Linked DNA regions of Mus musculus: regions 2, 3, 4, 5, 6 and 7 are each linked to region 1. A link is a contact called in public HiCAR-type, HiChIP or PLAC-seq, capture Hi-C and promoter capture Hi-C data. All regions are on one chromosome and are shown on one strand. Each heading gives the region's core, a stretch centred on a gene start, on an enhancer-like site or on the middle of the called end of the contact. The rest is flanking DNA. Distances are from core to core; before and after follow the strand shown.

Region 1 (4,022 bases), core at 550-3,049:
AGGGGAGTATGACCTTCAACTTTTGATCCTTCTGCATCCACCTTCCTTGAATCCCCCTTGAATCTCTTGAGTGTGGGCTTGAGTGACTACATCCCCATTTCTTGGCGCTGAGGATGGGACCCATGGCTTTGTGCATGTTTGGCAAGCACTCTACCAACTCTAGCTATAACCCCAGCCCACGTTCATGCATATTCTCCCTCTCCCTCTTTCTGACATGGTTTAGACAGGAGACATTCGGAGTCACGGCAGTACAAATAGCTAATATTTAGTGATGGCTACTTTGTGCTAGGCATTCTGCTGAGGCTTATGCTCTGTATTTAATTTTCATACTCAGAGGCAAGTGACTCACACAGAGGCCTAGAGATCCCAGCACAGCAGGCTGGCTCCTGACACGCCCTCCAGTCTGGATGCTTTTGTCTCCTCCACCCCCACCCCCTCCAACCATGTAAGTCACTTGCACCTTCAGGAGACTGCTTCTTTTAAGGTCGACAGCTACACTTAAGGAGTAATTGTACTCGTTTCCATGTTCTAAGAGAATATGAAATTCTACCCTCTTAGCCTTAGGTTGACCAGTATGTCTACCTGACTCCACTAGGACTACATCTAGAGCGGGGTGGGGGTGGGGGTGGGGGAAGGCGGGCAGCCCGAGTGCAAGGGTGGAGTGGAAGGGGAGCATAAAGAACACGGGAGATAGAAAACTGGCTAGTATTCCGACTCTGAAGCCCTCTCCCATGTGATCTTGCCGAATATGATAATCTGTGTTAACGTCTGAAGTCACTTAGAAAATATAAATGGTATCTGTCGCCAGCGATGATAGTGAAGATGGACTCAGTGGGCTGCTGGATTTGGATCTGTGGCAACATTGAAGACATGATTGCCACTGGTTCCAAGTGGAAGCCTTCATTCCCTGGCCTCACCACCACAGCAGTCAAAGGCTGGTTCGACCTCACTGAGGCAATCAACCCCTACAGGCCTCTGTCTACTCCCGTGAGAGATGACTCATGAGCTTGGGCTTTTGCTCCGCTGCCTCGCAGTGTGTTCATTCACTGAGCTCGCATCGAGCGTCTACTTCTGTATGTGAGTCTGGGCAGAGGAAGTGTAACTATGCTGACATGTATTCAGTTGCAATCTGCCTCGCAGGCAGCTCTCCTCCACTTGTAGTTGTTCCCTAAGCTGAGTTTTGTTTGTTTTTTCTCGGTTTTACTGCTTAACCACTCCCGGGGGATCAGAGGCTTCCCCAAAACAGAGCACCGGAGGTCTCCATCATCTTTGCTCATTTCTGGGTCCAGGGGTAAAGATCCCGAGGCCCTAACCCCACTCTCTTAACTGGCGCTGTTAAGGAAGGAGACAAGGAGTGTTGGCGGGAATCGCGCCGGAGCACTGGAGGCGCCAGTAAGCCAAGCCGCTTCTTTAAGTAAATCAGCGGCTCAGTCGGCCCCGCCCCTCCGGGACATCCCGCCCCCTTCATCCAGGCCCCGCCTTTACTAAGAACTGCCCTCCCCCAGCTCGAGGCACAGCCCCTACTTGCTCCAACCTCATATTGACCACGCTCATTTGAGCACACCCCGCCCACTTTTGCCCCAGTATCGTCTAGGCCCCGCCTCTCCGACAAAGACTCCGCCTTGAGAGTGCGATTCCGCCCCCGGTCCCTACGCCCCAGCCTGAGCTTGACCCGCCTCTTCCTCGCTCCGCCCCCAGCTTTGGCCCCGCCCCTCCCGCGGTCTCTGCTTGCGCTCCGCCCTCCTGGAGCCCGCTGTTTGCGCCCCGGCCCCGCCCGCGCTCGCGCCCCGCCCCGGCCCAGACCACCTCTGCGCCCGCTGGCGGGGGCCGAGCGCTCTGGGCTGTCGCGGCGTCTGGGCACCTCACCACCTCTGCTGCCTCGATCGCTGAGGCCGCGGTACCGGGAGTCGCGCGCGCCCCCGGCCGGGTGAGCCCCACAGGACAAGAGAACCGCAGGACCCGTGGGGCGCCATGCGAGCCAGGTAGGAGCCTAGGGTCGGACGGCGCACCCTATCCCCGCGCGCGCTGTGGCTTTGGGCAGCATCCCGGGCTCTGGGGCGCGGCTAGCCTGGAGCAGCTCCGAGCCCCTTGAGCTCCCGGTTCCCTGCCCTCTGTGGTCACAGCCCGACCTGGGCTGCGGATCGTGGTCGCTAGGGCCCGGGGCGCGGGGAGGGCGGAGGGGGTCGCGGCGCCACCCGCGCGGTTCTGAGAAGGAGCGAAGAGAGCGCGGCTTTGGGTTAAACTTGGTGACAATGCACATTTCAACTTCTTCGGAGAGCCCTCCTGGAGGATGAAATTGAAAACTCCAGTTTCTGTCTTGGTGATCGAGTGACCGCGCAGCCCCGAGGTGACAGCGCTGGGGTGTGCGGGTGGGAGCGGTTAGGATAGAGGAGCGTTGTTCTGCAAGTGCTGTTTACCGTGAAGCCGCCCTGCGCCGCCCAGTGTGTCTTGTTAGAGGGTTTGGGGGCCAGGAGGCTCCCAGCTGGGATCTGGCGTTGTAGTATGCAGGTTTGGGGGGCTTAGCGGTGCGGACTGTGGGGCTGGCTGGCGCTGGCCCTTCCCGGGTGTGGGGCGCCTGCAGATGCCGCGCGGGAGGAGTGGCGGAGAGCTGGCTGGCCGCTCTGCGTGCGCAGAAGGTTGTGGAGCCTCGTGGAGCTATGAGATTTGAAAGGGAATACCATGCTGGGCTTTATTCGTGTTTATTCTTCCCTTGTTAGTGCATCAGATTGGTGTTCTGTGATTTAGCAGCAGAAATAAAGTTCGTATAACTTTTGCTCTGATTATAAAAGCAATGAGTGTCCAGAGCGGAAATAAACACGAGATCTACGCCGATCCCACATTCGTTGGGGGTGGGGGGTGGGGATGTCGCAGCCTTGTAGATTTAATCATTGAATTATACCTGGCGCCTTCTTGCCTAACCTCAAGAAAACCCTTGCTTGAAACCCTTGATTGTCTCGTGCCCAAAGTTTGGAATTTTTGACCTGCCTTACCACAAAGGCTGTTTCTGATAGTTATGAGTACCCTTTTGATGTACTGGGGTTTCCCATGAGATGGTGGGTACAGATGGAGAGAATGGTGGTGGGAGGGCCGAAACCTCAGCCCAGTCCGTGGTTTTGGTACCGAGCCTTGTAAAAATGACAGTAATGATTCTCAATCTGCTTCCTGGGCCAACCATAAAAATTAATGGGTGGTTTGCAGAGCGTTTTTGGCATCCTTAGATGGACAGCGGCTGTATTTCAATGTGCTGGGGAGCATTTAGCTGTTACACAGTGTCATCTAGGTAGCTAGGTAAAACAAGCTACCTAGAGCTTCGCTACCCTGCCCAGGAAGCAAGATCTAGGCAGGCCCTAGGGATCCCAGAGCACACTCCTATTCTCCTGTTGGTGCTGGCTAAGTCCTTCAAAGTGAGAGGCTTGGAAGTAACTGGTCTTCTCAAGGATCCTTTCTGCAGCATCTTTTGGACTTGGGGGAGGGGGTTGTCCCAAAGTCAGGGGGCATTGGTGCCTGGTATATGCAAAGCTGTAGAATGTCCTGTAAATGCCTGCCCAGGTCACCCTCCAAGAGAGAACAGTTGGTCCTGGGAGGACACATGAAGTGAACAACCTGGTTTCCCAGCAATTTGTTTTATGTCTCACGTGTTTACCGACTGAACAATGACCGGCTCGGAGGCTGGCTGCAGAAATGCCAGCAAGGCCTCTGTGGACTTTCCTTTTTTTCCTGTTGTCCCCAGGTCCTGGCACCAGGCTTTAATGTTCTTACAGAACAATTAATAGGGACCCAGACCGAGAGGTGAGGCACAGGCTGCCTTTTGTCCTCACCCTGTCTCCCGGCAGGAGCTGGGCTGGACGATTTTCTTCGCGTTACTGGTGACCCTTTGATAGTTTCGGTTTTTTAATTGTTATCCCCACCAGCACTTTGATAAGGCCTGAGTCTAGTTGCAGATGTGAGCTCAGACAGGGCCTTGGAAGGGCCTGAAAGCTGGCTGGATACATTGTTGATGAGGCACCCTTCACTCTGGTTGT
Region 2 (4,022 bases), core at 1,115-3,614, 860 kb before region 1:
AAACAGAGCTGAAGACCCATGGTCTCTGAGTAACCTTGCTATGCCAGGCTCTTTGCCTACCACAGAAACTCTCCTGACAATCTTTTATCCACTGTGTAGTTTCAGATCCACTCATGTCCCACCCAGGATGATGATTTCCACATTTAATCATCACACAACTGTATGTGTTCATTATCCCCAAATCCTTGATACCTTCTATCAGTTCAGATACAAACCCATACCAACATACTACTCAGTGACTCTTCCTTATGTATGTGCATATGTGTCTGCATGGTGTGTGTGTCTTGTGTGTGTGTGTGCACAAATGCACACATGGAGGTCCAAGGCTGATGGCAGGAATCACCCTCAATTACTCTTGCACTTTATCCAGGGTCTCTCAAAAAAAAAAAAAAAAAAATCCAGAGCTTAGCCAATATGGCTCATCTTGCCGGCCAGCATGCTCTGGGGACCTCGTGTCTCTGAGGACTATCTCACACACCAGACCTTTAGGTTTCTGGGGATTCTGGGGATGCTTGCCTAGTAAGCACTGAAAACCCTAGGCCATTTCGTGTAGTCTGAATTTATGATAATGTGCTTAGGTCCTATGACCTCTTTGGAGAGAATTACAAAGCATGGCATCTAAAACCTATTCCGATCCATTTTGCTTCCATGCCTTATGAAGTCTTCCTAAATAACACTGAAGTGAGGTAGATTATTCTGTGTTGTATTCTCTAAAGGCAACATCTTCTGCGAGGTCTAGGAAGCACCCAACTGTGGTATAGAATGGACTCTATTGCATATATATATACAACCAAGGAGCTTGTATATCCTTCAAAAGGCACTTCTCACTTCCAGCATCTTCCACTGTTGTAGAACAAACTTAGGCACTAACCAGCCAAATGTTGAGACCTTGACTGATAAACATAACCCCAAACCTTCAGAGAGAGCACTATCCTAGGAATCCTCCTTTTTGCCCATTGAAGTGAATTTCAGACTTCTACAAAACATGGGAAGAATAAGTGTGATATACACACTACCAAGTTCGTGGTAATTTGTTGCAGCAATAACAAGAATATACTTAAGTCTACTTTCTTCAGTTTAGCTGCTTAGTTTTAGCCTTTCATTTAAACAGTAGTCAACTGTTCCTATGTCAGCATGACTTTAGGTAAACTAAAAGCCACTCTTTTCAACTTAGCTATCTTAAACGAAAGACTCAATATATGCCCATCTTTCACCTTGGTGCGCATGTGGGGAAGTGGAGCTATAAAGTTCAAGGAAAGCTCTGAGTCGAATGTTCAACAAAATGGAGATTGTGTGGTTTTAGGTGTTGTGAACAGTGTTTCCTAGCACTAGAACATAACAGTGGTCTGCCTCAGGATTAAGTTTAATAAGTGCCAAAGGCATACAGATATTTACAACAGGCATAAAGACCAAGAGAGATCCTATCCCTGCGATCCCAACAATAACAAGAGGCACCGACATGAGCTGCATATAATGTCTGGAATACAGTTGTTCTGAAAGTAGAGTTCCCTTGAAAACGCGTTTAAACAAAAAAGTCCTGATAGTCCTTAAAAGACACTTTAGTCTTTACTGAGTATTGATGCGAAGCAGCTGCTCTTTGCCATTAATTATCAGGGACTTTAACTCTCCATCTTCTTCCACTTCCACCCTTTCTTGACCATTCTCAACGATTCTCTTGGTGGTGATTTTTTTGCCATTAATTATTTCGGTGGAGGTTGACACCGACTTGTAGTTGCCTGCCGCCCCACCGCCGCAAGACATGGAGAAAGAAGAAAGGCCCGAGTTTCCTGGAGAACCGAAGGATGTGAATCCAGTATCTAACGAAGCGAAGCCACCCCCAAATCCTGGGAATTCGGTAAAGGAGGTAGAGAAGGGTACAGCCCCTCGGCTTCTGCTTCCACGGGTGCTCCTCCGATCCCCAAAAAAGTTCTCAAGGGGGTCTCCCCCGAAGAAGTCGAAGGAGAAAGGGTCGTGGCCCCCGAAGAACTCCCTGAAGACCTCCGCGGGGTCTCGGAAGGAGAAGACGTACTGGAAGGCATCGTGGAACGGGCTGCCCGCCGCGCCGCCTCCGCCCACCTCGCCCACTTCGCCGCAGCGGTCGTACACCTCGCGCTTGCGGACGTCCGATAAGACCTCGTAGGCCTGCGCCACCTGCTTGAACCGCCTCTCGGCCTCCTCCTTGTGCTCGGGGTTCTTGTCCGGGTGCCACTTGAGCGCAAGCTTGCGGTACGCCTTGCGGATGGCCTCGGCTGAGGCCTGCCGCGGCACGCCCAGCACCTCGTAGTAGTCCACCATGGCGGCTGGCCGGCCCGCGGCCTCGGCGCTGGAGCGGCGGTGGCAGCTGCTGAACGCCCGCCTACCGGCCGGCGCCACACTCCCTTGTGACGCAAACGTCTCTCATTGGCGGAGGCGGGCGGTGCCTCAGCCTATCAGAATGGAGGGCCCAGGGATCCGTTGTGCTCCCAGAGATGCTCAGTGACGCTTAAAGACAGGACCGAGTCTAGTATCCTTGCAGTGGTGATTGGGTTGTCCTATGGTAGGGCGAACAAAGGACGACTTAGGGGAGAGAGGCTTTGACTCTGGCTGCTATAGAAAAGTACTATTTCACCCTTCCCCGCACCTTCGCCTTCTCTCTACCTCTCCTTTTTTTCACTCTTCTCCTTTCCCTCTTCTCCTGATGCTGCTCGCCCTTCTCTCCCCGGCTGTGTAGCTCAGACTGGCCTTAAACTTGCAGTAATGCCCTGCTGCCTCAGCATCGTGCATTGTGGCACAAGTGTGCCTCACAAAACTGGATTTTTTAAATGGATTTTTGTGCCCTGCCCCAAGCTGTCTTTTCGTCAGCCAGGCAGGAAATTAGGAAGGTTGTCAGGATTATGTTTTGTCTGACCCTGAGCCTGGTCTGAAGGACAGTGGCTTGTGAAGGACTCAGGTTCTTAAACATTTTTGGCCATAGGACATCCCCCCCCCTTTCATTTATATGGCTCTAAGAGAAAGTAAAGCAATGAAAAACATATCTATTAAATACACACTAGCATAAAACATGTTCTGAGAAAATAACTTCTTCAAAACAAAACTTCAGAAGGGTGATGTGTGTTTGTGTTCTTCAAATCACTCCAGCATTGGGCTTCATAGAGCTGGATTCTTCTGCAATCTATTTTGATCTCATAGAGTAACCTTTGGAAAACTCCACCATATGCCTATGAGAAAATTAGATCTTTAAAAGTTAATATTTCTGTTAATGGAAATAGTTTCAACCTTGTAACATTCCTCTGAAAGGTCCTTGGGGGATCTTCAGGGTTCTAGTTTATACTTGGAGAACCATTGTTGTTCTGAACAAAAATAATTGGAACTTGTGGCTGTTTTTGAAGCACCTTAGGTGAAATGTTCTTGTTGCCACTAATACTGTTGTAGTATGACTCTGGCCTTCCTTCTGCCTTTGCTTGACACTTGCTTTTATCCCCACTTTCTTGAGGGCTTTTTTTTAAAAAACAAACAAACAAAAACCACTGTATTACCTTATTTGATCAGTGGTGAGGCAACATGTATCTCTAAAGATTACTTAGTTCTAAAGGAAATGGTTAACCAGTAAATGTTTAAAGATTCTATCATGAAGGGTACTAGGTCTAATCAGAAATTCTAGTATGCCAGAACAGTCATTTGAGTTTATGTCACGCCCAGTGACTGAACTTGAACCTCTAGGCCTGGCACTTGGTAAACATGCAATAAACAGTAATAGAGTCCTCATTAGGAGGAAAGGGTAGATGGATTTGACTAATCAGGAGAGCCAAAGAGGAGGAAAACTCCTTTCAAAGTGACCCAGGGTCTAAGGAAGAGCAAGGCTAAAGGGTTTGAGTTTTCCTGTGGGCCCTGTAAAGCTGTTGACCAAAGTACCAGAGAAGCAGTGGTGGAGTGGGATAATACAAAGGCAAACTGATAAAGTGGGCTGGAAGGACGGCCTAGAGGCTGAAGCTCTGAGATAAGACCAAAGCAGCTGGATCTAAGAGTGAACACTTGGCCTAAGT
Region 3 (4,022 bases), core at 905-3,404, 860 kb after region 1:
ACCAGGCAAATTGTCATCTGAGCTGTAATCCACATCGCTCTCCAGAGAGAAGCTCTCCTCCTTGCCCTTCGGGTCATCTTCCACCTTTGACTCGTCTTTCCCTTGCCCTCGGACAGCCCCGACTGAAAGCAAAACCAAACGGCATTTTATTACATTTTGAACACTGCCTTCCCCAGTCCCTTCCCACTTGGGCACCTCACCCCTATCTCCCCCCAGCAGATTGTCTTTCTACCACATTAACACATTGCGATTTCCTGGCCTTTGAGGAAGGGGGTGGGGGGAGCGTGAGAAAAAGCTCAAAGGAGAGGAGGAGACAGTAGAGGCGACGGCCCTTTGCCCAGAACCATCACTCAAGGGGCTGCCATGTCTCCCGCTCACCCTCCCAGCCTCTAACAGCTTAAGTATCAGGATGCTGCTCGGACCTGAGGCCCAAGAGAATATCCCCTTTGTTTCCCTGGGGTCCAGGACTGTTTGAAGACCAAGGGGGAGTTCATGATCCTCCCCACCACCATCTGAACAACTAAAATTAAGTGAGCCTCAATTTCACAGCAGATGTGAGTGGTGTAGGGCCGATGCCAGCCCGCAGCTTTCTTGAGACATATCATTTGTGTCTCCTTAGGAGAAGTTTTCCACCCTAGAGTTCCTAGTGCGTGCATGTACACACACACACACACACACACACACACACAGAGAGAGAGAGAGAGAGAGAGAGAGAGAGAGAGAGAGAGAGAGAGAGAGAGAGTCTCGCAGGAATCTGATTCTCTTGGATGAACAGAGAACCCAGTGAAGATATTTGAGTCTGGACTCTATTGGGTACATATGCAACTGAAAAAAGAAAAAAACCAGCCCAATAAGGCCTCTCTTTAAGGTTGCAACACACCAAGGACCCTCAATAATCACAGCGTGTGTGTGTGTGTGTGTGTGTGTGTGTGTGTGTGTGTGTGTGTGCCAAACACGCCACCAGATGTGTGGCCTGGAGTAGCTAGCAGGAGAGCTCTAAACGCCTCCTTTCCCCAGGATCCTGCTTGTTGCTTGGCGTTAAATGCCCCATTGGAAAGCTCCGGTGGGCATCACCGCAACTCCTCCAGCTATTCCCGCAGAGGTCGGGCGGGGGCGCGGCCTCGTCCCCCGGGTCTCGGCGGGAACCCGGAGCTGGCCCGCCCCCACTCCCTCCCGTCCCCGCGTTCCGGCTGCGCGCGCCGCCGACTCACCGAGCGACGCCTGCACCGCTTCGGCCGCAGAGAAAGCGAGCAGCGAGCCCTCCTTGGCCAAGAAGGCTTTGCCGTCTTCCGCATCCGCTTGGAGCGCCTCGGCTTTGTCGAAGTTGCCGCCTCCGGGCAGTGGCTGTGGAGCGAACTTGCGGGCAGCCGCCGCCTCTTGGTGCTGGGGCGACGCAGAGAAGCCGCCGGGCAGAGTGGCCATGAGCGTGGAGGTGAGCGCCATGCCCTGCGCCAGGCTGGAGCAGAAGCCGGTGGGCAGGCTGGGGATCTGGTGGTGAGGGTGCGCGGGCGGCAGAGCGGGCTGCAGCGCTGCCTGGGGCAGCGCGGGAGGCGGTGGCGGCGGTGGCGGCAGCACCACCGGCCGGTAGGGCATGAACATGGGGTAGCCGGTGTAGACGAAATGGCCGGGACTGGGCTGCGGCGGGCTGCCGATCAGCGAGTCTATGCTGAAGGCGGTACTACTCCCCAGCGGGCGCTGCATCATCATCAGCGACGGCGGGAACGCTGCGCTCATAGACGCGTTCGGGAGAAGCCAGGGAGAGACGAAAAGTCCCCGTGTCCCGCCGCCGCCTGGAAGCCCTCCGGACGCTGGGAGTACCACCGGGAACTCCGGGCAGGGGCTGAGCGGTGCCCAGAGCGCAGACGCCGCCGCCGCCCCTCAGTGCAGGACCCGCAGCATACCCGGCCTGCACGGGTGCAGCCACCGAGCGCGATGAGGCCGTGCGCCCGGGATGGAGAGGGCGCCGGGGACCTCGCGTTCGCCGGAACCGCTCCCGGCTGCTAGCCCGTCGGAACGCGCGCGCTTCGCGTCTGCAGGTCTCGGCCCAGCTACCAGCAGTGCGTGCGTCCGTCCGTCTGTCCGTCCTGCAGTCCGTCGTCTCCCACGGGCGGCTGGGGAGCGCGCGAAGCCGGCGCACTTGTCTCTGGCGGGCGCCGCCAGCACCTTTAAATCGCGCTCCTCTTTCTCATTCACATTTTGCCAGCTGCCCAGCGGAGCTCGTGTCACGTGGGACCGAGCACCAACTCCTATTTGCTATTCAGGGGAAGGCGGGGCGAAATTAGGGCTCCGCCCCCTTCACCCAGGCGGGCCGCAAATGGGCTACCGGCGCCACGGTTGGAGCGTGCTGGCCTGGGAGCTGGAGCCTTTGCACCGCGCGGAGCAAACTTAAGAGGGACCCTTGCTACCTACCCGACTCAGACCCTAGAGTCCCTGGCATCCCTGTGGAGGCCTCATGAGAGGCGGCTTGGAACTGGCACCCGCCACCGATGGGCCGGGAGTGTTTTACTACAGCAGAACCCTGTGTGATGCTCACCTTAACCAGGGGCGCTCTGGTTGTGCCAAGGGTCCGGGCAAGGTCTCCGGATAGCGTTTAAGGTCTTGCCTCTGCAGGTCTGCTCCCAGAGGTGCGCCTGGGCCTGTCAGCCCTTGCTCACACGACACGGAAGCTGAATGGTTGCTTGCGGCCCGCTGGTGGCAGCGGGGCGGCCGGCGGTGGTCTCCCTCATTCCTGGTTGGGCCCTCCGTGAGCGATCCCTGCTCATTTTTCATGACATTCTTAATCATCGCACCTATTTACCCACTTTGCCAGCGTACACCAAAATAACAGCCACGATAATTATGATAATAAAGCGAGTCTTTTATCTGCTCCATCTTCAGGGAGGAATGGGGGGGGGGGTTGCGACGCCTCTGGATTGTATAACGTGAGATTATCCTGATGAAAGCTTTATGATGTTTGCTCAAATAAAAGCTGCGTTTTGTAAATAGGCACTAATTAAGCACGTTGGCAACGGAGGGAGCTCTCACCCTGGCTCTGCGCAGCGCGAGGACTCCTGGGCACGCGGTTCCCCTTTGCGGACTGCTGGATGGAGCTGAGTCCCTCAAGATATTTCCCCTGTTCTCGACAATGGTAAAAAGCCGGGAATTTGGGGGTTAGGAGATTGGAGGGATTGCGGCGAAAGGAAAGTAGGCATTTCTGGTCATCTTTTCTTATGTTGAAACAAACTTTCAAATCTTGTGTTCCTTTTAAAATGGGATCCTTTCGTGGCGAAGGCAGATCCTGCCAAGCGCGTTGGGCTTCCTCGGGTCCCCCTGCCTGTTCTTCAGATTCCTTGGTCTAGACGTCCTTTCGGAACTGCTGACAGCACCAGGCCAAGGAGCAAAGGAGGGCATTGTTATATAGGTCATTAAAAAATCAGTTCACCCGGAAGAGCTCTGGCTGGGGAGTTGGCTCATGTTGGACGTGTGTTATGTATCACAAGCACATTTAATTGGGAGATAAAGATAAATCGATCTTTATGAATTTATCGACCCGATTCTTTGAAGCTCTTCTTTCTCGGTCTTCCTCTTTCTCCCGCTCTAACCCCAAGGTCCCCCGGGGACGTCTCAATCCTAGAGATCTTCTCGGGCCAAGAATCTTGCCAGAGAGCAACTGCCCACCCAGAGAGGTAAGAGGGGACGATGAGTCCTTTGCATCTCTTGGCCAGAAGAAAACTCGCTGGCCCGGCTGCCAGCCGTCCTCCTCCCCCACCAGTGTCCCCTCCCCTCCCCTCCATCACCCGGACAAAGACATCTCAAACGCCTTTCCCCTCTCCGGGCCGCAGTAATAGATGGTTTCGGCAGCAGGCGGTTTGAAAGGAATTCATTAGGGCGCTGCCTGTGTTGCATCCCTTCACTTCACGCCCAGAACTCGAGATGGCTTAGGCAGTGTGAGGGGAAATTAATTCTCTTTGGGATACACGGGAAGGAGGTGTCTGTGGGATACCCAAGCTCTAGTCCCTGTTTGCCCACAAAAGAAGTTAATC
Region 4 (4,022 bases), core at 1,028-3,527, 790 kb before region 1:
CAGTCTCTCCTACCCAGAAGGCAGCAGGTCACCCAATTCCACCATGTACCTGAGGGGCTAACACAGCTCATATTCCAAATACATACTGTTCTTAAGTTATATATTTGGGAGGTAGGGGGAGACACGTAGCATACATTTAACCTCATCTTGGGAGTCAGTGCTTTCCTAGGGCGATCTAGAAGCCCAGGACAGAGAAGCCCACGTACAGAGAACTCTGGAGCTTGAAGGAGCGCATCAGCCCCGTCACCCCCCAGCTAGCAGAACCAGTGAGGTACACTCAGTCCTTCTAAATCCCTCAAGGAAAACACAAGTTACTTAGAAAAATGGTGGGTCTGGAGATTTCAGATTATATTATTATAACAGAAACAGAAAAAATAAATTACACAGCACCCTCTATGCTCCAGGTTTTAGCAAGGACACACCGTTTCGTATTTGCAACCCGTGTGGCATGTAACTCCCATACCCTCTTAAAAGCCCACAGGACAGACTTACCATGTCCACTGTACAGACAGATATGCGAAGAGGAAAGTTCAGATGACTAACCCAGCTCTCTGCTCATGAAGTGGAACCAGCATGTGAATTCTGGGAGGTCTGATAGCACTGACCACTGTGGGACATGACCTTTCCAGAGGACACTGATGCTCAACTACAACGGCTAAGTCAAATCAAGGCTTTGCTGAATGGCCCTCTCCGTGGAATTCTACATTTAATCGCATAAAGTGCTAATGTTGCATGTTTGAAACTGAACTCTACAATACGTGCTAAGTGCATGCCCAGGTGAACTGTCAACACACACAAATGATTCCCTCCTGTTCTCTGCAGTTAGCTCTCTGCTCCAGTCTCCACCTTAAATCTGGACTTCAGTCTACTGCATGTTAGGAAAGGCCGCGCCAAAAACGTGTCTCTCAGAACAATCAACAAGATGAGGGATTCATGGCAAGCTTGCTAGGACATAGATTTGTTAACCGACAACTGCAGCCCTAGGTGTCTATGTGTTGGCCAGACCTCAGGGAGGGCTCTTATACCAACTTGTATAGTCTCAAACTCTTCAGCAACTTCACTGTTCTCATATAACTGACATCAGTTATATATCACTGACAGAATATATCATTGAAGACAGATGGGCAGTCCAAAATACTCCAGACACTGCCTACCCCTTCACAAACAGCCGCAAGAGCACAGAAAAGCCAAGAGTCAGACAGCACACTTATGGATTCCTATATTGCTGTGTCCTGATCCCATCCAGAGAAAAGCAACCTCTTTGTAGAATTAGTTCAGTTTCTGCTTATTTAAAATGCTTACCCAACACGTGCCCTGAACAGCCAATAAGACAAAAGACAGACTGCACTTGTAGACCCCTGGCAGACTGTGATCCGAAATCCGATTTTATCAATAAATTCAGACAAACATCAGGGATGGGTCTTAGGGAAGGATACGACCTCATCAAATAACAAACTTATCCCAGTTAGAGAACCGATGAGGTTTAAGGTAGTAAGTACACTCACAACATTAAATAAAATGCGTCAGAGGTGGCAGATAATGGGGACTGTCCAAAACAGATGGGTCTACATTTATACAGCAAAGCCCATGAGAGCGGAGCAGTCCTGGGTGCTGTTCCAATGGCCTGACAGGTACTCTGGTGATGTTATACACAACCATACGGCTTACCCATGATTGTCAACATCCTTATTTTACAGAGTCACTTGTACCGCTAATCAATTAGCTCGAACTTCCATGCCAGGCATTTTAAAAAACCAGGCTGCACTGTGTCTCCAGGCATTTCTTTCAGAGAAATTAAATTGGAAATCAGCAACTCAGGGATTCAAGGTCCCTAGGAGCAAGGGGGACAAATGCAGCATTGCAAATTCTAGGCCCACTGTTCTGGCCCAGTGCCAACAGGAAGGGAGGGCTTCGTACCCTGGGGCGTCTCGTAGGTTAACGTCCTCATCTCCACCAACGGGTCGTCCTCAAAGGGCTGGTTGTACTGCGGGGAAGGGAGAGCTGGTCAGACTCCGGGGCGCTGGATCCCCGCCCACCGCGCCCTGCCCGCCTCGGCCGCCGTCCCAGCCTACCTTCGCTATCAGCCGCTTCATTAACGTCTGGAAGCGGCTACTGCTTTCCTTAAGCTGCTGATGCAGCCTGCGGTCCTGCCGACCCATAGACTCCATGGCGTACGTGGCTCTCTGCCCGGCACTGCACCCGCCCAAGCCCGTCCACAGATCAAACGTGGCGCCCCGCGCGCTAATAGGGTCTTTCAAAAGTATTTACGCAACCGATCCTGCCCGCGTTTCCGGCCGCCGCTCCCAGGGAGCACTTCCGGTGGAAACGAGAAGGGGAGGGACGAGAGGGAGGGTCCGCCGGAGCGGGTGGAACATGCGCATTACTTCATGCGGCACTCCCGCGTCCCCTAGAGGCTTCTGGGTGAGTTGCCTGTCAAGGCTCCTTCCTGGATCTACCAATTTCCCAGCTCTTGGGAAGGCTTGGGGAAAGCCAGATCCAAATAACGGTCCTGAAAGGAGTCTGGAAAGCCAGTGTTCAAAAACAAGACGCGTGTAAATGTGCTGAACGATATTATAAACGTGACAGAATCTGTGATTTTTATCCTAGGGTTTTAAAATAAACTTTCTCTCCCATTTCTGATTATAGGCTGTTTCTTGATTGTTATCTTGTTCCTTGAGGGGGTAGGTAATTTGGTGTCCATTTTATGAGGGCATTTACTTCGATTAACATTTTAGAACATTTTCAGAATTTTTGGGAGGGGTTGTCTTCTGGCAGAGCTGGGGGATTGAACCCCACTAGTTGGTTTTACTGTGACTTCATAACAGCTACATTTGTTTGCGGGTATTAACGTGATTATCACGATATGGGAATTAATGGAATCATTACTGAGTATCAGGAAGTCCCTTGAGGTGCCTCTCTACTTCTCAGCCTGCCCCCATAATCTTTTCATGCTGTCCCATTGAAACTGAGGGAGGGAAGAAGAGCTTCCAGGCTCATAGACTGTGGATGCCCACGCAATGTATTTGCAACAAGCGCGGAAGTCTCTTTCAAGATCCTGGGCTTCTGGGAGGGCCGTCGGTCGTCCGACTCTCCTGGGATTGGATGGCGGTTGCCTCATCCAATCTGTCCCTACCCCAGTATGAACCTGTTGCCTGTGGGGATGTGAGAAGGTGTTGCTTCAGAACGTTGGTGGTGGCGTCAACTAGATATGCTGTTCTGTCTCCTGAGCACCTCCAAGCCTTCCCCATCCTGATGGCTGAACTTCTCTGCACTGCAAGCTTAAAGTAAAACTTTCCTTCCTTATTTTGCTTTTTGCTAGGTGTTTTCTCACATTAACAAGAAAATATCCGAGACTCTGTCAATTTACAGATAATTTTGACTTCACATAGATCATTCACGACTACTGTGTTAGAAAGAGGCATTAATAGCTCATCAAAGTATGTTTAGTCAAATAGGCGGAGAAGGTTTCAGAATACTGATTGTCATTGAGAAAAATCAATTAAAGCATTTACATATACAAAACAGAACAGGTAATTTGGCCCAAATACTTATGAAAGTTAAGAGGGACCAAATTAAGTATTAAATAATAATAAATATAATATTGTAATAATAAATCTTACCAAGGGTTAATGATAAGAACATTTAGTAAGAAAGCCCTTCAGGGAAAAGGACAAAGGTCAGAAATTGTCAACAAGAGAGGAGGTGCAATGGGCAGTGCTCTGTCTCAAAACTAAGTTAAGGATGAGCAAGAACAAGGTCTGAGGGCGGACATAGGAAGGTGCCACATTTAAACCTATTGCTTTGTAAGTTAACTTACGAAAGTTAAAAGGGACCAAACTAAATAGTCATGTCCAGTCTAGGAGGTTAGCATAATTAACAACAGCCACAAATATTAACTATCAGGGTGAGCGTGAGGAAATGGATCTCTAACCCTTCAGGAGAGCCTTTGTTATGCAATGTTTCCAGAGGAAAGTGCAGCATGGTGTAAAATGGGCTTTCAAAAAACACACCGTACTTTGATG
Region 5 (4,022 bases), core at 494-2,993, 640 kb before region 1:
GCCTGGGTCATCAGGTGGAGAAAATGCTGACACAATAGCGCAATCTGCTAATAACAGAGAACATCTTTGGTGGGAGAACAGGTTACTTTGTACACTGTCCTGTGTTTCTGTACACATAGAACTGTTCCAAGAATAGTTTAGTGGACTGGGGAGACGGCTCAGTGGGTGGGATTGATCAATGCCCATAGGAACCTGAGTTTGAATCCCTAGATCTCATCTATTTAAAAAAATAAATAAATAAAACCAAGGCTAGGTATGGCCACACATGCCTATAGAGCTTTGGGTTCAGCAAGAGATGCTTCTCAAGGAAATAAGGCAGGGAGTGAGGGAGCAGGGTACCTAGGATCTTCCGCTGCCTTCTGTGCGCTTATGGATTTTAACTAAGAAAAAAATTGATTAAGTGGCTAAAGAGTAAGACTCATTGCAATCGACCACTGTGCCTATAGGAGCACCACATACTACTACTGCATTCCTTTAGATTTCTTAGTCTAATAAATTAGCTACAGAATGAAATATCCTCCAAAGTGGGCATTCCCAACAAACCCGCCTAGGGAATAGGGCTCATCCCCAAATCTGCCTCCTTTGGACATCATTTGTGGTTTGGTGTGAGTCGTGTGTGTGTGTGTGTGTGTGTGTGTGTGCGTGTGTGTGCACATGTGTGTGCCTGTAAAACTGTGAGATGGCATCCGTTCTCCCATTAAGAGTTTAGCATGTTGGCACAGCAGTGCTTGTTGGTGACCCTTGAGAAGCTAAAACAGGAGAACTCTAAGTTTGAGACCAGCTTCAGCTTCGTGGTGAGACCTACTCTCACAGAGTTGCTTGTGCCAGCCTTCTGAAAATGACAGCAAGTCAAGATGCTATACAGAATGCTTCTTATATGCAGCTACCTGGCACTTACTGAATGTGTTTCAGGTTTGGCTCCTGCTTGTATCCTGTCATGGTATTTGTTTCAGACACAGACACGTTGTACTGAAGACTGAAGAATTAAAACGTGTTGGGGAATGGCGCTGGTCTGGAGGAGATGAAGATATTCTAAAGATACATGTTTAACCAACATTCATAAAACATAAACTCTCTTCTGCCTTTATAGTTGAATCCAATCACTCCCTCTACCTTGGTAAACTCCCACACTCTGGGCCCACCAGAGTCCTTATCTGTAGACATCTCTGCAGGGCAGCTGTGATTTCCCTTATGGTCAAAATAGGCTAAAATTTACACACAATTTTGTTATGAATCTACATAATTATGTAATTTCCCAGTCTTTGAATTTACTGCACATTTCTTCCACATTCCTCTGGAGAAGACAGCAGCAAACATACATAGGTGTGAAATGGGTGGCCCTTGCTCCGCAATTGTCATTGGTACTGGAGCAAGCCGGAGGCAGGTGTGAACTGTCATTGTGAGTCTGTCTGTTCCTTGGGAGAGTGAGAGCCAGCACCCGCACTGAGCATGCCTAGATGCACAGCAGTGTAGCCCAGGCCTTCTTAGAGGGTAGCTTTTCTGCAAGTATTCACCAGCAAGCTAAAATATCAACACGGTTGATGGAGAAACTGGGTTCGCCAGCTGCTGCCGTCAGTGGAGACATTAGGAAGATGGACTGAGCTGGTGAGATTCATAGACTCCGAGAGTCCCCGGCCAAGGTTGTTTGCAAGAGCTGATGTGATCACGGCCCTTCAGAATGATGTGAGGTATTTTCGATTAAACAAGCCAGCCCCTTAGCTGTTCTCAGGGGTGGGGCTGAGGAATGCAGTCAGTGCTAGGACTCTCTCTTTTGACTCTGACCTCAGTGGAAACCACAGAGCAAGACAAACAGTGACAACCCTTGCTACAAGAATGTCATTGTGCCACCATCGGGCTTCCAGCAGAAAAATTCTGGCTTCTCTCCAGAGGCAGGTGTGTGGGAGTCACCTGCCAGAAGTGATCTTCTCCCCCTCCCCGCCCCCGTTCCCCCCAGAATCAGCAGCCACATCAAGCTGTTGCCTTCTATAGAGGTCCTGGGAATCTGCTGCACACAGCCCTGTGGGGCTGTGTTTACTCTCTTGTCATTTCACGTCTGGGAATGAAAAGTCGCTCAGAGGTTAATGCTTCCCTCATGTTCCATCCCTGGAATGTCTCAGTGTGGCCTGGCCTGTTGACAACATGGCATGCACCATATTGTCCCTATGTCACCTGGGACACTCTTGTGGGAAAGAGCTGGCTGGTTGGTTCCCATCCATGTGAGGGCTTCCTCGGCTTGGATGTCGGTCAAGGTCTTCCTTAAGTTTAGAGGGAATGTCCTCAGACTCTCCGTCCTGTGAGGTTTTTGTGCCCAGGTTGGCAATAAAAGATGGGATTCTGATTGCGCATCTTACAGTTCTGCACACATCTTACAATGGTGGGTCTCATTTCTTTGGTGGTTAACGGGCTGGCTGTTGATCACTGGAGAGAGTTTGTGGAGGAGAAATGTCAGTGTCTTGAGGTGAGAATTACTCTGAGGGTTGAATCCTTGCTGCTGAGGAGCCCAGTTCTAGACCAAGTCCTTCAGGATGAAGCTAGAGTTAAATCTGACTAGACTGATTGATTCTGAGTTTTCAAGACTGACTCTATCTTCCCCTTCTCCTCCTCTCCCCTCCCCTTCCCTTCTTCCTCCATTTTCCCCCGTCTAATGCTTGTTACATTAGATGCCTGAGAAGGGAAAGGAGAATCTGGGTGAGGACATAAAATTTCTAGACACTGAGCAGAGCCCAGTGACCTTTGAAGTCTAAGCACAGCCTGCAAGAGGTGCAGTGTGGTCAAGGGCCCCAGCTGGGGTTGCTATAGTAACAGCATCAGCCACCAGTCCAAGTAGCACATGATCTCCTGTTGTAGTGCATCCCAGGGGCTTACAGAATGACTTAGGAATAGGAAAGAACCAGAAATATCTTATTCTGTCTGGGCTGCTATAACCAGATACCACAGAGTGAGCAGCTTAAGCTACAGAAATGTAGTTTTTGTGGCTCTGTGTCTGGGGAGGCCATGATCACACTGTCATTAATTTGGTTCCTGGTGAGAGCTCAGTTCAGGGCGTGCAGATGACTGCATACAGTGAAGGGCAAGCCCTGGTTCCACTTCTTATAAGGACACCAGTCTGAGCCTCATGACCTCATTTAAACTTGTCTTCCAAATACCATCATATGGGGAATCAACTTGCCCATGGGAGGAACACCAACATTCATTTCAAAACAGACAACATGGGGCTAGAGAGGTGGCTCGGTGGCTAAGAGCACTGGCTCTCTTCTAGAAGACTCAGGTTCAATCCCCAGCACCTGCTGATAGTTCACAACCTTCTGTAACTCCAGTTGCAGTGGACCAGATGCCCTCTTTTGGCCAATGTGACACAAGGCACATTGTGGTGCACAACTATATCTATGGGTAAGACACGTATACACATAATCTAAAAATAAAACAGAACTGCAAACAAAAACAACAACCAGCCAAACAACAAACAAACAGCAACAACAACAACAACTAAAACATGCCCTCATGAGACACTGGATTAATCAGACCCCAGCAGCTTTGAGAGCAGAGTCACCACCCTCCTCTGCCTCGTGTTATCTCATCCCCATGACAAAAAGAATAAGTCAGTTACATGTCTGGATTCTCAGTGGCTACAGTCTCCACTGTTAGCTCACTCCACACAGGCATCTGCACAGAGCGGTAGGACAGTAAGAGACGCAAATGAGCTGGGATCCCTGCATTTCTCAAATGCACACACTTGAGGTGCACATTCACCATAAGCCCACGCCTGTCCTAGCCCCTCCTCCTCCTGACTCCACATCAGGCATCTTCCACCCCCACACCCCCACACCCCCACACCCCCACACCCCCACACCCCCATACCCCCCCCCCCCGAGAGTGGCCCTCTAAGGGCTGACTTTCCCCTGCTCAGCTGAGGTCTGTTTTTTCTCTGCCCTGTGCCCTCGGGGCGTGGGATGTGGTGTGGAGTTCTGAGGTGGGTTTCCAGGCTTTACTCTTTGATAGTGTCGTCCTCTAGTGAGTCAACT
Region 6 (4,022 bases), core at 419-2,918, 540 kb before region 1:
AGCCTGGCCTGATTCCACCCCTTTGGCCTGTTCTCATTCTGTTTTTCAAACTCAGCTCTAACCATTGTCATACATCACTGATTCCACAAGTGTTTGTATTTTTCGGTCATTTTTGGTTCTAGTTCCCATTTGCAAATACATGCATTCCTCTTCGCATTCCTCCTTTCAGAGACTCTAGTGGTACTTAAAGGTTTACATGAGAATATTTTGTCCCTGCATCCTCTTTGCTGTTCATTCTTCATAGCTGCCTCTTTCCTTCTATCTCTAGTGAGATCCATCCAGGTTCTTTCTCTGGTCTTTGTACAGTCTCAGTCAGATGAGAGTCTGCTTGCTGGGGTGAATGCCCACATGTGCAGTCAAGCCTTTAGCCTTTCTCCACTGCACTTACTAAGTGCTGGCACATTGCTCCCTGTAAACCTGGACCATTTTGCCAACAGATCTGTGTAGCATCCTCACACAGCCTGGGTTCATCAGGTGGCAGAGATCAAACCCTGTACCTGTGTCAGTCCTTTGGGGACTGATGTACACGTACTTTCCCTGCCAATATTGGGATGTTTGTTTGTTTGTTTGTTTATTATATGTAAGTACACTGTAGCTGTCTTCAGACACCCCAGAAGAGGGCATCAGATCTCATAACAGATGGTTGTGAGCCACCATGTGGTTGCTGGGATTTGAACTAAGAACCTTTAGAAGAGCAGTCAGTGCTCTTAACCACTGAGCTATCTCCCCAACCTGGTTTTTAAAGCTCTCTCTTCTCTCTCTCTCTATGTGTGTCTCTCTTCTTCTTCTTCTTCTTCTTCTTCTTCTTCTTCTTCTTCTTCTTCTTCTTCTTCTTCTTCTTCTTCTTCTTCTTCTTCTTCTTCTCCTCCTCCTCCTCCTCCTCCTCCTCCTCCTCCTTCTCCTTCTTCTTCTCTTCTTTCCTTTTCTCTCCCCTCTTCATGACCAATTTTTGAATTCAGTTTTAGTGAATTTTATGTCAAATACTCATCACCATCTTGATCCCTCTTGTGTAACTTTCCAAGACTTCTCTATTACTTTTCTAGTATTTAGCTCTTTGTTCAACAAAATTGTTGTTCTTGTTGTTCATCTAAACTTTGAAAATGTGTTCACTTGTTTGAAAATTGTTTCATGATGTGTCTTTGCTATCAAGTTCTCCCCCCCACCCCCCTGGAATTTTCTTTGGAGTCCTTCTGGTTGAAGACTCTTAGTGGTTAAAAAGAAATATTTTGTTCATAAAAGTTATCTCCAATTGGTCTTTGCTTCGATATGTACTTACTGAGCTGACAACGCCATTCTGGCTTGCTAAGGATATCCCTGTACGTCTTCTGGTTCTAGTCACGCTAATAACAAGGCAGAGGATTTGCCTTTGCATGGAGTCTGGACTCTGCTAACCTGAGCTCTCCCAACTCATCTTGTGTAGCCTTGCTCTCGGTTTTGTTGAAGAGAGAATTTGAGAACATTAAAGAAATAACTGGTCTTTGAGTAGATTTCCTTGAATCTTTAGGGGTTGTTAATGGGTGTTCCAGACTTGACTCGATTAATGAGTGGGGGCCCAAGCAGCACAAAGAAAGAATGACTATTTTGCTAAGAAAGCCACACCTTCAGGATGAGGTTGAGACAAAGAAAAAAAAAATACCGTCTCTGTGGTGAAGCCCCACACACAAAAGCATTCTTTATTCCTGAGGTGAGTCATGGACCAGCAACGTTAGTGGGAGAGCCAAGCTCCAGCGGGAAGTTTAAAGTGTTGACTAAAGAAAGAGAAAGCACTGAACTTCACATTATCTAACTTCTCAAGAGGATCGCAAACATTTATTAGACATCATTTCAATCAAGTAGAGAATGCTGTGCTTGCTTTGTATTTAAATCTAATCATGTGAGCTCTTCAGAAATTAAATAACCTAATGTGATTCCTATTTATACTGACTAGATTGAAAAAAGAAAAAAAGGCCTATTCCTTTTCTATTTGAATAATGGACACCATCTATACCATACCAGACATAGGGAATTTTTTTTAATTTATTTTTTACACTGAATATTCCATTCTTCATCCTCCCCCATCCACCTTCCAACTGCTCCACATCCCACACTTCCTCCACACTCCCCTGTCTCCACATAGATGCCCCCACCCCCACCCCACCTGACCTCTAAACTCCCTGGGACCTCCAGTCTCTTGAAGGTTAGGTACATCATCTCTGAATGAACATAGACCCGGAAGTCCTCTACTTTATGTGTGTTGGGGGCCTTATATCAGTTGGTGTATACTCTCTGTTTGGTGGTCCAGTGTTCAAAAGATCTCAGGGGGTCCAGATTAATTGAGACTACTGGTCTTCCTACAGGACCCGCTTTCTCCTCAGCTTCTTTCAGCCTTCCCTAATTCAACAACAGGGGTCAGCTGCTTCTGTCCATTGGTTGGGTGTAAATATCTGCATATGACTCTTTCAGCTGCTCGTTGGGTCTTTCGGAGGGCAGTCATGAGAGGTCCCTTTTTGTGAGAATACCCTTAATTTTGGGTTTGGAAGGGGGTAGGTGGGTACATCTTTGCTCCTGTGGATGGAGGTATAGGACAATCCCATGTGTCCTTCTTCAGGTGCCACTGACCTTGTTTTGAAGAAACGGTCTCTCACTGGCCTGGAACTCACGTCAGCTAGGATAACTGGCCAATAAGCCCCCAAGGATCTGCCTGTCTCTATGTCCCCCACCTCTGCTATTATAAGCATGCACTAGCATGCTTGACTTAAAAAACAAAAAAACCTTGATTTTGTGTCATTCTTAAAATAAAGGGTGAAGTCCTTACTGAATGAATTGAGGTCTTTCCAAGCTTTGTTTTTTCCTGGCAAAGTGTAATCTGCATCATCTGACTTAGACCTCGGATCTGATCCCAGTTCCCCCATAGACCCTGCAGGGACCTTCCTTCTATGGGACCTGCAGTCTGACAGGTGACGTGGGTTGCTTTAGTCTAAAACTTCTTCTAGCCTTAGAATGACAAGATTTTCATGAAGAATGCCAATGATGATCTTTTTAAAAAAGATTTATTTATTTAATATATGTGAGTACACTGTCGCTGACTTCAGACACACCAGAAGAGGGCATCAGATCCCATTACAGATGGTTGTGAGCCACCATGTGGTTGCTGGGAATTGAACTGAAGACCTCTGCAGAGCAGTCAGTGCTCTTAACTGCTGAGCCATCTCTCCAGCCCCACCAATGATGATTTTCTAAAAGGCATCAAAGGTTGGCCCAAATCTTCCTCCTTGCACCCTGTGAAATTCAGCTTTGAAGAGTGAAGCAAGAAACCTTAAGATGGCATGGGCTACCTTTAAGCAAGACATGCAATTGGGGGTGAAGGCTATTTGTTGACACAGAGAAAAGAGGTGTCTAAAGAAAGGAGAGAGCCCTAGACCCAGTTTGCAGCTATTCAAATTCTTTTGCTCTTAGTGTGTGTATGTATGTCTGTGTCTGTGTACATGTGTGCCCATGATGTGTGTGTGTGTGTGTGTGTGCGTGTGCGTGTGTGTGTGTGTGTGTGTGTGTGTGTGTGTGTGTGTGTGTGTGCACGCGCATGCATGTGGAGCTTATGGAACAACTTAAAAAAAAAGAATTATTTGTTTTATATATTTGACTGTAGGCCTCTTCAGACACACCAGAAGAGGGCATCATACCCCATTAGAGATGGTTGTGAGCCACCATGTGGTTGCTGGGAATTAAACCCAGGACCTCTGAAAGAGCAGTCTTAATTGCTGAGCCATCTCTCTGGCCCCAGAGAACAACTCTTAAGATTAATTTCTTTCCTTCCACTAGGGGCTCCAGGGACAGACCTCAGATAATATGGCTTTTGTGACACATACTTTTGCCTGCTGAGCAAGTCACTCCCCTAGTTACCAGTTACTGATGAATATTATAAATAATCTAGTTCTGCAGAAGATGGGGGCCTTCTGGCTCAGTGCTGATAATGCCAGTGTCTTTGGAGTCTATGAAAATGCAGTAAACGAACTCTGAGAAGCCACAACTAAGGAAAGAACACA
Region 7 (4,022 bases), core at 635-3,134, 530 kb after region 1:
TGCTGGGGCTTGTGTCCTCTAGCCAGATGATGCAGTAAGAGTCTGGCCTGATAAAGGGCATTAATGAACTATTATTAGTTCAAGGTACTGAGGCCCCAGGAAGGCACCCAGTGGAGCTGTGGAATTGAAAGCTTTCTTAGAAACTCGCCATTTGTAAGGAGGCTCCTCCAGGCTACAGGTGAGGACCCGGTGGGTTCCGGCTGCCCCAGTTCAAGTTCATCCATCAGTCAGCCACCTTCCTTATTTTCTGTCCAGCTGGGCCCTGCTCACTATAGGATCTTCGATCGTTTAAGATGCTGTGGAGATCTGACAGGCTTGTGATGACATCATGCTGATTTCTGCCCATGTGACCATGCTTGGGTGCCGTGGGTTGAACCGTGTGACATCATCATTGCTCAAGCTCTTCTGACCTGTACTTCTAGCTTGTCTCATAGACAGAGACCAGCCATCAGAGGGACAAAGCCTACCAGCGACCTGTTTTCTGCTCTGCCTTCCATCCTTGCTGGTGGCCTGCTCCCTGTAGTAGGCAATGGGGCTTTGCTCTGAATGAGCCTAAGGCCTCTCAGGAAAAGGAAGGTTCAGGGAGGTTCAGGGTGCCTTTGGCCTCCATGCTCCTTAGTTTCTACCAGGAGTTGGATGTAGCCAGGAGGAACTGAGGTTAGTGGAAGTCCAGGCAGAGGCCTAGGGAGGCTGTTGTCTGCATCTGTGCGCAGTGGAGTTGATGGCACTGTTGTGTCCCTAAAGTGGATGGGCCCTGTGGAGATGTATGGTGTCCCTTGCTGAAACAGGTCTCCTGTGGGGCAAGAGCTGACCTTTGGGCTTCTCAAAAGGAGCATGAAGGCAGCCCTGACCCCTGAAGCTCATCCTCTGGCCTTCCTGTGTGCTTCCTCTGCTAGCACAAGCTACAGTTGAGGTAGTTGAGGTGTCCTCATGAATCTTGGAGCCCATGTGGGTAGCACAGTCCCTGCACCTTTATTCTGTCCACTTGGCTATCATTCATAACCCACTGTCATGATTAACGAGACTAGTGAAGGAACTGATGTCACATTTTACATGTCTAACCTGGAGTCCTTGTAGCCTGTCACCACAGGAGGGAGGTCAGGACCCAGCACCCACTTTTTCCTTTGTTGAGCTGACTAAAGACTGTTAAGTTCTGGGACCATAGCTTGGTGTTAGAGCAGTTGTCTAGTGTGTGGAGGCCCTGTGTTGGTTGCACTGCACTGCAGAAGGGGGGGGGGGTGGTAATCGAAGCCGTGCTTGGTTTGTGATGAGGAATGACAAGCCACAGTGGAGGTCACTTGTGGCATCAAACAGGAGCCAGGCAGCCTGACCCACACCTAGCAGAAGGCTCAGTGGGCTACCCACGCCCACCAGTGTAATCTCTGCCCTACTGTTAAATTGCAGTGCAGTAGTACTTTATCTAAACCAGTGCCTGTGAATGTGTTTCCTTCTTGTATTCCATGGAGTGAGGTGTTAAGTGGGCACCGCAGTTTCCTCTGGGTCTTTGTTTTTGGTGAGGGTGTTGAGTCGGGGTGGTCAGGTTGACTTTGAGCTCACTGTGTAGCCTAGGAGGACCTTGAACTTCTGATCCTTATGGTCCCACCTCTCAAGTGCGGAGATTGCAGGCGTGCATCATATCATACCAGCTTCATTCAGCGCAGGACATCCATCTTGGGCCTACTATGTGCGTAATAAGAAAGCCCACAAACAGCTGTGCCTTCAGGCTCTGTCCACTGGGAAGGTCCTTGGGCAGTGTATGCAGACATGCCCTGAGTCGTTCTTTGAAGCAGCCAGGCAGCTGCTCTGTCGTCACCTGAGAGAGACAGGAGCTGTGGTTTGCCTCGGCCCCCTCTCCCCGCTGGGTGAGGAGGTTTCTGTGTGGGTGCTGTGTAGCTTGTGTTTCCATTGCTGTCTGTGGCACAAGGCTCAGTCGCTGAGAAACCACACAGAGGAAGGTGACAGAGATTGTGGTGCAGACGTCTTTGACTAAAGCATGTGTCACTTTTCATTTGGCCCTGAGCCATGCCAGCCTTGCCTTCCTTCAGACTGGGCCCTGTTTTTTAAAGAAAGGTTTCATGATGAAACTGTGTCGATTCTTTAGTCTTTCTTTTCTTTTCTTTTCTTTTCTTTTCTTTTCTTTTCTTTTCTTTTCTTTTCTTTTCTTTCCCGTCTCCCTCCCCCTCCCTTCCCCCTCCTTCTATTAAGTCAACTATTTTATTAACCTAGTTGCCACAAAAATGAACATTCTGCAAAGATGTCACACAAGGCTACAGTATGGATGTGTCTTGTCTTCTGTAGCTTCTGCAGGTCACCCGGTGCTCCTGATTTAGCTTCTCTGAGCAGAGACCTTCCTCTGGGTGACTCGGCTCCTTAGACATGGGGGTTTCTAGGTCAGTGCAGGGCCAGGGATGTCTGTCCTGTGTTGGTTGCAGCCTCTTTGGTGTCAGGGGACTGTCTTCCTGGCCTGCTTGGCACCCCTCACCCTTTCCAGCCACCGACAGAGGAGAAGCAGGCCATGGCTTCCAGCCCTGACACCTGCTGGGTCTGAGTACCAAGCATCCTCCTGAGCACGATGACTGACTTGACCTTGAATGTGTTGTGGGGGACTTTGCTTTTTGGACAGCTTAAGAGGTAACAGGAGTCAGCATTTGAGGAAGATTAACGAGTGAGCTATATTGGAAAGAGACATGAAACCTGTGACTGGCTTGCAGTAGGTACTGACTACCTCAGGCTATCGTTTCTGATAGGCGGTGGCACACGGGAAACGTGAAAATCCTGTGAGCCAAAGCGGGATATTGGGTGTGAGGTGGAGAGGTGTAAGGCAGCCTGCTTGAGTCCCTCAGTACTGAGGGGCCCTCTCTTCCTGACCTGTCCCGAGTCACCCTCGCTGAATAGCTGTCTGGTTTCTTTCTGAGGATCCAAATATTCTGCACCCTGCAATCTTGCTGCTGGCTCTAGCCATTGTCTATATCCTTTGTGTGTGTGTGTGAGAGAGAGAGATTTCAGGAAAGTAACTGTTTCAGTAGAATAAAAAAAACAGATGAAAATCTAGCTTGACACCAAGTCAGGCCCAGGCAAATCAGGCTCCTGCCTCTGTTTTTCTACATTGTGCTGAGAACCAGGACAGCCTTCAGGTCTGCTGTGGACACTAGGAAGGCCTGGAGCTGGAGTGAGGGAGTAAGGGCCAGGGTGAGAGCCTTTGGCATTGCTGAGTGCAGTATGTGTTATACACCACAGCCTTGAGGCCAGACAATGTGTGAACTTGGGCAAGTATTGGCCTCCAGGGTAGTTGTAACATGGGCGGCTGGTATGACCCTGCTTAGGTGGTCCCTCTACCAAAAATGATATCTAGGGAATGTTTTGACTTCTGTGAGTTCTGTGGCATGTCTCCTCACGTTTCCCATCCTCTATTACAGATGCTTTCGTGAACAGCCAGGAATGGACACTCAGCCGATCGGTACCGGAGCTCAAAGTGGTGAGTGGCATCTCTGGCCTTGGGAGGTGGGGGGCTAGAATAAGCAGGATGGGAGTGTGCAAGCTTGCCCATATGGAGTTCTGTTTCCTGAGGCCTGTAGGTAGGACATGTTCCATCTGGGAGTGTGTACTGGGAAAAGGCCATCACTGGCTAGAAGGAGCTAGAGCCTTGAGCGTGCCCAGCTGAGCCATAGCAGCCATTATGTACAGGACCAACGCTTCCCTGCCCGACTCCATGCTGCTCTGTGTCTCACACATAGACTACTCTACTAATGCCACCGGGGATCGACCTGTCCCTTGCTGGGCATTATGACAGCCTCTGTAAGAAGCCATCAGAAGTCATAATTTTAAAAAAGTAACGACTGTTTATATGCAATTACGAATTCTTGGCATATGTCAAGAGTTCTGTTTTTAATAGAAGCAGCTTCTGGTGGAGTTAAAGCTTATAGCTGGCTTCAGGGAGTATTTCTCATTGCAGTCGCCTCCTGCAGCAAGCACAGTTCCATTGCCCGCCCCTCCCTCCCTCCCTCCCTCCCTCCCTCCCTCCC

Evidence for each region. HiCAR-type assays count read pairs that join an accessible place to other places. HiChIP or PLAC-seq counts read pairs in DNA pulled down with a chosen protein or histone mark. Capture Hi-C pulls out chosen DNA fragments and counts their contacts.
Region 2: a contact with region 1 is called in a HiCAR-type map of astrocytes, with 3 times the contacts expected there. The contact joins the promoter of Dnajb3 here to the promoter of Sh3bp4 in region 1. A contact is called at or near these places in 2 of 115 datasets of contacts at active chromatin or transcription factors (astrocytes and embryonic stem cells).
Region 3: a capture Hi-C map of embryonic stem cells shows a contact between it and region 1, with 2.3 times the contacts expected there. The contact joins the promoter of Gbx2 here to the promoter of Sh3bp4 in region 1. A contact is called at or near these places in 1 of 484 Hi-C or Micro-C datasets (embryonic stem cells), 3 of 115 datasets of contacts at active chromatin or transcription factors (astrocytes, embryonic forebrain and embryonic stem cells) and 3 of 9 other capture datasets (adipose tissue, embryonic stem cells and embryonic trunk).
Region 4: a contact with region 1 is called in a promoter capture Hi-C map of liver, with 3 times the contacts expected there. The contact joins the promoter of Hjurp here to the promoter of Sh3bp4 in region 1. A contact is called at or near these places in 2 of 39 promoter capture datasets (hippocampal neurons and liver), 2 of 484 Hi-C or Micro-C datasets (CD4 T cells and CD8 T cells), 2 of 115 datasets of contacts at active chromatin or transcription factors (embryonic stem cells and hepatocytes) and 2 of 9 other capture datasets (adipose tissue and liver).
Region 5: a contact with region 1 is called in a FOXA1 HiChIP or PLAC-seq map of pancreatic cancer cells. The contact joins the enhancer-like site here to the promoter of Sh3bp4 in region 1. A contact is called at or near these places in 1 of 39 promoter capture datasets (embryonic stem cells), 1 of 15 datasets of contacts at CTCF or cohesin (the NIH/3T3 cell line), 5 of 484 Hi-C or Micro-C datasets (adipose-derived mesenchymal stem cells, embryonic stem cells, nephron progenitors and 1 more) and 19 of 115 datasets of contacts at active chromatin or transcription factors (T-cell acute lymphoblastic leukemia, astrocytes, bone marrow-derived macrophages and 13 more).
Region 6: a contact with region 1 is called in an HNF4G HiChIP or PLAC-seq map of pancreatic cancer cells. The contact joins the enhancer-like site here to the promoter of Sh3bp4 in region 1. A contact is called at or near these places in 3 of 39 promoter capture datasets (hippocampal neurons and liver) and 2 of 115 datasets of contacts at active chromatin or transcription factors (astrocytes and pancreatic cancer cells).
Region 7: an HNF4G HiChIP or PLAC-seq map of pancreatic cancer cells shows a contact between it and region 1. The contact joins the enhancer-like site here to the promoter of Sh3bp4 in region 1. A contact is called at or near these places in 2 of 39 promoter capture datasets (cranial neural crest and hippocampal neurons) and 7 of 115 datasets of contacts at active chromatin or transcription factors (astrocytes, embryonic forebrain, embryonic hindbrain and 4 more).

Annotation. Positions count from the first base shown.
Region 1 is chr1:89,068,616-89,072,637 of GRCm38.p6, forward strand. Sh3bp4 (SH3-domain binding protein 4) reads left to right here and starts at 1,800. Exons shown (of 6, transcript NM_133816.3): 1 at 1,800-1,982.
Region 2 is chr1:88,203,384-88,207,405 of GRCm38.p6, forward strand. Dnajb3 (DnaJ heat shock protein family (Hsp40) member B3) reads right to left here and starts at 2,365. Exons shown (of 1, transcript NM_008299.3): 1 at 1,349-2,365. The coding sequence starts at 2,295. The coding sequence ends at 1,567. All of the region lies in intron 1 of Ugt1a10 (UDP glycosyltransferase 1 family, polypeptide A10), which reads left to right. The region is part of intron 1 of Ugt1a9 (UDP glucuronosyltransferase 1 family, polypeptide A9); the gene reads left to right. The region is part of intron 1 of Ugt1a8 (UDP glucuronosyltransferase 1 family, polypeptide A8); the gene reads left to right. It also overlaps Ugt1a7c, Ugt1a6b, Ugt1a6a, Ugt1a5 and Ugt1a2.
Region 3 is chr1:89,929,022-89,933,043 of GRCm38.p6, forward strand. Gbx2 (gastrulation brain homeobox 2) reads right to left here and starts at 2,155. Exons shown (of 2, transcript NM_010262.3): 1 at 1,212-2,155; 2 at 1-122. The coding sequence starts at 1,734. It overlaps LOC102637806, which reads left to right and starts at 3,054. Exons shown (of 4, transcript XM_030244408.1): 1 at 3,054-3,127; 2 at 3,588-3,665. The coding sequence starts at 3,084.
Region 4 is chr1:88,275,302-88,279,323 of GRCm38.p6, forward strand. Hjurp (Holliday junction recognition protein) reads right to left here and starts at 2,278. Exons shown (of 8, transcript NM_198652.2): 1 at 2,073-2,278; 2 at 1,918-1,984. The coding sequence starts at 2,168.
Region 5 is chr1:88,426,813-88,430,834 of GRCm38.p6, forward strand. It overlaps a transcript of Spp2 not described here. Among named protein-coding and RNA genes, the nearest start is that of Spp2, 22 kb to the left of the region's middle. Within about 2 kb of position 1,744, at least 26 of the 459 cell types and tissues checked have an H3K27ac peak or open chromatin away from gene starts, as enhancers often do. A contact at or near this core is called in pancreatic cancer cells, where this site is marked.
Region 6 is chr1:88,532,618-88,536,639 of GRCm38.p6, forward strand. No RefSeq gene overlaps it. Among named protein-coding and RNA genes, the nearest start is that of Gm19589, 17 kb to the right of the region's middle. Within about 2 kb of position 1,669, at least 47 of the 459 cell types and tissues checked have an H3K27ac peak or open chromatin away from gene starts, as enhancers often do. A contact at or near this core is called in astrocytes and pancreatic cancer cells, where this site is marked.
Region 7 is chr1:89,601,182-89,605,203 of GRCm38.p6, forward strand. It overlaps Agap1 (ArfGAP with GTPase domain, ankyrin repeat and PH domain 1), which reads left to right. Exons shown (of 18, transcript NM_178119.3): 2 at 3,417-3,475. Among named protein-coding and RNA genes, the nearest start is that of Gm41914, 22 kb to the left of the region's middle. Within about 2 kb of position 1,885, at least 64 of the 459 cell types and tissues checked have an H3K27ac peak or open chromatin away from gene starts, as enhancers often do. A contact at or near this core is called in pancreatic cancer cells, where this site is marked.